Linked DNA regions of Rattus norvegicus: region 2 is linked to region 1. Evidence: chromatin contacts called from public Hi-C data. All regions are on one chromosome and are shown on one strand. The core of a region is the stretch at or near the end of the contact, and the rest is flanking DNA. Distances in the headings are between cores, read along the strand shown. Region 1 holds the start of Snx11 (sorting nexin 11). Region 2 has its middle 15 kb from the start of Mir152.

Region 1 (2,936 bases), core at 151-2,650:
CAATGACTGTCCTACATTTCCCAATACTATAAGATGTCCTTATGATTTCAAATGTTTGTTTAAAGGGATCCTGAGATCAAAGGTCTGAGAAGTTCTGTTTTGAGTTGTAGGACTAATATCCGTCTGGATAGGTAACTACCATTGTGCTTTGGGAGTAGCTCAAGGCCACAGTCAGTGTAGTGCTGTGTTTCCCTCTCACCCACATTCTTATTAGTGCTCATAAGTTTTTAAGGGGAGTTGGGATTGAGAAATGACTTTGAGGTTAAGAGCACCTTTTGCCCTTGTATAGGGGCAGAGTTCAGTTCTCAGCACCCACACAATGGTCCCAACCACTTGTAACTCCAGTCCTAGGAGATCTAAGGCCCTCATCTGTCCCCTAAGGGTTTCAGGTAGATCTATGGTACACACCCATACTTATAGGCAAAATACTCAGCTACGCAAAATAAAAAGTAATAAATATTCATTTTTGGTGTGAGTATGCCTCGATCCATTGAAGTTGGAGTTGCAGGAATTTGTGAGCGGCGTGAATTTGTGGGTGCTGAATTCATCTTCTCAAGTCATTTCTACAGCTGTTTTGCTTTTAAGCACCCCAAGCTAGCCTGAAACTAATGTAGTTGGCGTTGGCCTTCAGTTCCTGCCTCTGCTTCCAAGTGGTGGGATTACAGATGTAAAATTAACTTTTTAACAGATCAGAGAGGCTTTTCGTTTGTATCTTCAGACAGCTTCAGTCTATATCCTGGAACTCACTTTGTCTTCAACTTTCCAAGTGTTAGGATTCGGGGCATGAGCCATTTCCATTGGCTTAAGAGGAATTTAGATATCTCTATAATTAGCATTTTCACCGGCTTTTTCTTGTTTACTAACTGCATGGGCCTGCTTTGGGTTTGACAACTGTTTGAGGAGTTGTCAACTTCGTGTGTTTTTTGCTGGGATAATCCGTGGCTTTTCCAAATTTAACTGGCAGTGCCCTTGACATTTCAGATGGGGAATTGCAACCTCCGAGATTCAAGCCTGGACTATCGAGATCGTCTAAAGCTTCTGGAACGCGAGAAACCTCCCACTCTAATTACTCTGTAACACCCAGGAGATACTTAGGATCCCAAGATGCTTTCGCCGGCCTTTAAAGACTTCCTGAGCGTTGATTGGCCCGCCTGACGGCCGTGGGCGGAACGCGGCACCCGAGTGGACTTCACCGGGTCTCGGTCCTTGCGCTCCGCCTCTCACGCCCCAAGCGATTTCCGGAAAGATGTGGATTTCAGCTGAGGCCTGGGCGTGGCGGTGATTCTCCGCTGACCGGCGATCACCACTGAGAGCCCTGGTCTTCAGGGGTGGGGCGTCCTGGACACTCAGGATTGGCCCGTCGGGAGCCGCCTCCCGTCGTGCACTGGGGCGCCGGCGACTCACCCGGAAGGAGAAGCCGGAATCTGCATCTGGCTATATGGTTCGGTGCTGGTGGTGTCGCTATAGAGAGCTGCTGCTGCTGCTCTCAGGTGAGGGGGCGTGGGCGGGGCCGCGGCTCGTAGGTGCTGCTGGGGAATGGGTTGTCGACTTGAGCAGTAGTGGTGACATTTAAGTGTTGGCCTCGGTTGACACGCTAGGGAAGGTGCGTCTTACCGCCCGGTGTGAAAGTGAGGGCTTGCTGGGACCCAAGAAGAAAGGAAGCCTGGCTTTTCAATATACTTTGAAATTAGAAGGTGTCTTTCCGTTCCGAGTTTTGCCGGGAAAAGAGAGGGACCATTTTGGCTGGTTTCCATCTAAGTTTGCTAAAGAATGGAAAGGAGTGGCCGGAGTCAGAATTTAGGGATGTCTACCCAAGTGGCCGGGAGTGGAAGGAAATGGGAGATACTTTTCGCAGATACTGGAAATTATGCTCGCCTTTATTACTTTCAGCTGAAAGGAGTAGGTTACCGACTGAAAGGTGAAACAGCTGTTTGATGGACAGGCCAGGTTGTCTGGCGGAAGAGTCTCCTCGAACACCCGTGGGGTATTTAGAAAGGCGAGGTTTTTGAGTCGCTGTCTGTAACACCAGAGGCTCAAGAGTGAGCAAGAAAGGTCTCCTTGGTGCAATCTTTTTTTACAGCCTGATGTGTTTTTAACGTGTCCCTTGAAGTAGTTTAAGTGGGAGAGAAAATGAGAAGGCTTTGAATTGCTCCCCTGAATTAGCAGTTGCGAGCTTTACAATGCGTCAAACTTAGTACACTCCCGAAAGCTCTGGCCCTTCCCCAGGACTGTTGGTGCCAGTATTGTTGAGGGAAGCAAAGAACACTTGAGGCAGGATGGAAAAGGCCGCGGAAATGTAGTTAGCATTGAGCAAGCTTCTTAACCTTTGGAGGTTACTTGATTCTGTCCTTCCTTTATGGGTACACAGGTCCGCCTCTTCGGACAGGTCATAGAGTTGAAGTTCAGAACTCGATGCTTCTCCAGGAATGGAACTGAGCTCCGTTTTCTTCCGAAAGAGTGGTCTTTTTAGGAAGGATGTCAACTGGGAGCAGTGGTTGTTAGAAATGGAGCCTGGTTTTTGCAGTGTCAGCGTTTTAAGGAAATTGACAACCAGAAACTCCTCAGTGCCCTTTGAACGTCCAGAGTCGCAGGAGGCTTGGAGCGCCTTAAAAGCCAGTTTATGGTTATTTGTTTCTGTATGACAGTAGCTCCAAAATAAAGGAGAAAAACTTCCACATGGGGGTGCTGCAGGCCCCTAACAAACTCTTCTTTAGACCAAACGTCTGATGACATCCTCTAAGTGCGTAGATGACCTTTCTTGTCATCTTTTCTGTTGTACTACAAACACAAACCAACCCAAACCAAAAACCACTTCAGAATACTTAACTTTCTGTTCTTCTGCTGGCGGTCAGCAAGTGCCTAAAAAGAGAAGAGGGGGGATCCCATCAGGTTAATTATTCACAGAAAGTCTGTTGGCTTTGGTCACAGATCTTTGT
Region 2 (2,799 bases), core at 247-2,746, 96 kb before region 1:
TTTAAAGATTTATGTATGTCTATGAGTGCATATTTGAATGCATGCCAGAAGAGGGCATCGGATCCCATTACAGATGGCTGTGAGCCACCATGTGGTTGCTGGGAACTGAACTCGGGACCTCTGGAAGAGCAGTCAGTGCTATAGCTTCTGAGCCGTCTCTCCAGCCCCCTACTAGGGCCAAAAGAATTTTAATGTTAGTATTATGATCAAGACATTCTTTTCGCCAAACAGCCTGCGCGGAGGGACCACTTTCACCTGTATGTACATCTAAGGTCTACACCCTCGAAGCCAGTCTCAGCACCTTGGGTCCTCATCTAAGATGAAGGACAGATTAGGAACTAGATGGGGACCGTGAACTGATGGTAGAATTTGGCAACCATTTGTTCAACTTTTTTATTGAAAATACTTGGGGCTGGGGATTTAGCTCAGTGGTAGAGCGCTTACCTAGGAAGCGCAAGGCCCTGGGTTCGGTCCCCAGCTCCGAGAAAAAAAAAAAAAAGAACAAAAAAAAAAAAAAAAAAAGAAAATACTTACTAAAAAGGACATACTTCTTATTCATTAAACTTGTATTCCCATCACTATTCAGATAGAAGAGGATTTTGATTTTTGTTTTTTAAAAAGACATATATATGCATGTCTGGGTGCATGAGAGAAGAGGGCATCAGACCTCATTACATATGGTTGTGAGCCACCATGTGGTTGCTGAGAAATGAACCTCTGGAAGAGCAGTCAGTGCTCTTAACCGTTGAGCCATCTCTCCAGCTTGGGGTTCTGAATTTTTTTTTTCTTTTTTTCTGAGCTGGGAACCGAACCCAGGGCCTTGCGCTGGTTAGGCAAGTGCTCTACCACTGAGCTAAATTCCCAACCCCGGGGGTTTGAATTTCAAAGGCTACCTATACCTCGACATAGCCCTCAGATCTAATCCCTTCTTTGGCCTCTCCATTCCAGCCCCACTGCTGTCCCTAGCTTCTCCCAGTGCCTGGTTCATCACAGACACCTAAATATGTGATTACACTGACCCAAGGTTGGGAGGAAAGAGAAGCTGAGTTGTGCCCAGCAAACTATTTCCGTCGCCAGGATCCCCATTACAGGAGCACTACCACACTAAGATCTCAGAACTAATTCCTCTCCACGATATAGTAAGAGTTTCTGGTTTATTTATTTCGAGACAGATACTGTCTTGCCATGTAGTCCAGAATAGCATCGAGTTCGTGGCTCTCTTCCTGTAGCCTCCAGAAAGCACATCTTGCTTCTCTTTTTTTTTTTTTTTTTTTTTTTTCCGGAGCTGGGGACCGAACCCAGGGCCTTGCGCTTCCTAGGTAAGCGCTCTACCACTGAGCTAAATCCCCAGCCCCACATCTTGCTTCTCAGTGAGTTTCAAAGAGGTTGAAAGCAAACTCGGACCTTTGGGCGGGTTGCTTTGCTATCCCTCTCTCCAGGCCTGGCTGGCTCCACCAATCAGTGAGGCCTTGAGAAGAGCACCGGAGTCCCCGCCCACTCCTCCGGACAACCTGCAATGGTGCAGTCACCGGGAGCCATCCATCAGTGTCCGGGTGAGAACCAATCCCACATGCCCCACCTTTCTGCCAGCCAATTAGAGGAAGGCAGGAGGACCACTGTGTGTGTGTGTGTGTGTGTGTGTGTGTGTGTGTGTGTGTGTGTGTGTGTGTGTGTGTGTGTGTGTGTGTGTGTTTGAGTTTGTACTTCCTCCTGTGTCCTCTGGCTAGGTGAGCCTACGTTCCTGAGGTCACAATTTCTGACCCAGTGCTAATTCAGTTGCAGGAAAAAGGGTGGCCCTAAAGCTCCTTTCCCGAACATGCTCAGAAGCTGCTGGGTCTTCCCTTACGGCACCGAGGGGCAAGACAAGGAAGGATGCTAGGAGTAAGGCAAGCCCTGGCTCGGAACCGCGGACGCCCTTCCCGAAATCCCTCAGGCTTTGTCCAGTAGTCGGGCTGATGAGGCTATCATCTGGGGAAGCTGGTGCAGCGGCCAAGGTGCCGGGCCTGCCAGGTCAGCCAGGCCTGCTGTCTAGGCGGCTCCAGCTGTATGCAGCAAGCGAGAGGTGGGCGGGAGACACGGTAGCCAGAAGACTGGAGCTGCAGACTTGGGGTCCTCTCTGCGCTATCCGTCATCTCCCCTTCCTCCAACCGCTGCTTTGCTAACCCCCTTCCTATGGGATCAGGGTAGCCTTTAGCCATAGCAAGCTAAGGGACACTTTCTTGTCATTCTTACTCATCTGTAGCCCAGCCTGATCTCAAACACAGTATAGTTAGAAAATGACCTTACATCGCTTCTCGGCCTTTTGGCTAAGATCAAGTGTAGAAAATGACCTTACATTTCTGATTCTCCAGCTTCTACCTCTCGAGAGACCAGATTATAGGCTTGTATGTTCCACACCCTCTGGGACCAAGTGTGAGTAAGAAATTCAGATATTGTAGGATAATGAGGAGGTTACTGTCTACAGAGCAGAAGCTGCCACACATAACTTGAGACTTTTAGGGCCTCAGTGTACTCCTTAATAAAAAGCAGACAGCAACCTATAGTTCGAAGAGTTGAGTGAGTCAGCTCTTCGTGAAGCTCCTAGCTTCTGCCTGGTGCTTCCCATTCCTATCCTCGCACAACTGAAATTGCAGGACCAAGCCAAGTCAGGAGGGGTTGCCAGGAAGCAGTTTACTCCTCCAGGCCTTGGCGCCATCCTAGGGAACATGGATGGAGCCAAGCTCTAAGGGTGGCCGAATATTTGAGCAGTATTTCCAAAGAACTTCCCATCACCACACAGGCCCCCTAATTCCACAATTT

What was found. Hi-C and Micro-C count contacts between places; a contact is called where the count stands out from the background.
Region 2: a Hi-C map of kidney shows a contact between it and region 1, with 4 times the contacts expected there. The contact joins the enhancer-like site here to the promoter of Snx11 in region 1. A contact is called at or near these places in 10 of 12 Hi-C or Micro-C datasets (the A7r5 cell line, Schwann cells, frontal cortex and 6 more) and 1 of 1 datasets of contacts at active chromatin or transcription factors (oligodendrocytes).

Annotation. Positions count from the first base shown.
Region 1 is chr10:82,247,630-82,250,565 of GRCr8, reverse strand. Snx11 (sorting nexin 11) reads left to right here and starts at 1,400. Exons shown (of 8, transcript NM_001012012.2): 1 at 1,400-1,490. It overlaps LOC134480860 (a long non-coding RNA gene), which reads right to left and starts at 325. Exons shown (of 2, transcript XR_010055755.1): 1 at 1-325.
Region 2 is chr10:82,343,393-82,346,191 of GRCr8, reverse strand. No RefSeq gene overlaps it. Among named protein-coding and RNA genes, the nearest start is that of Mir152, 15 kb to the right of the region's middle. Within about 2 kb of position 1,496, at least 22 of the 93 cell types and tissues checked have an H3K27ac peak or open chromatin away from gene starts, as enhancers often do. A contact at or near this core is called in the A7r5 cell line and kidney, where this site is marked.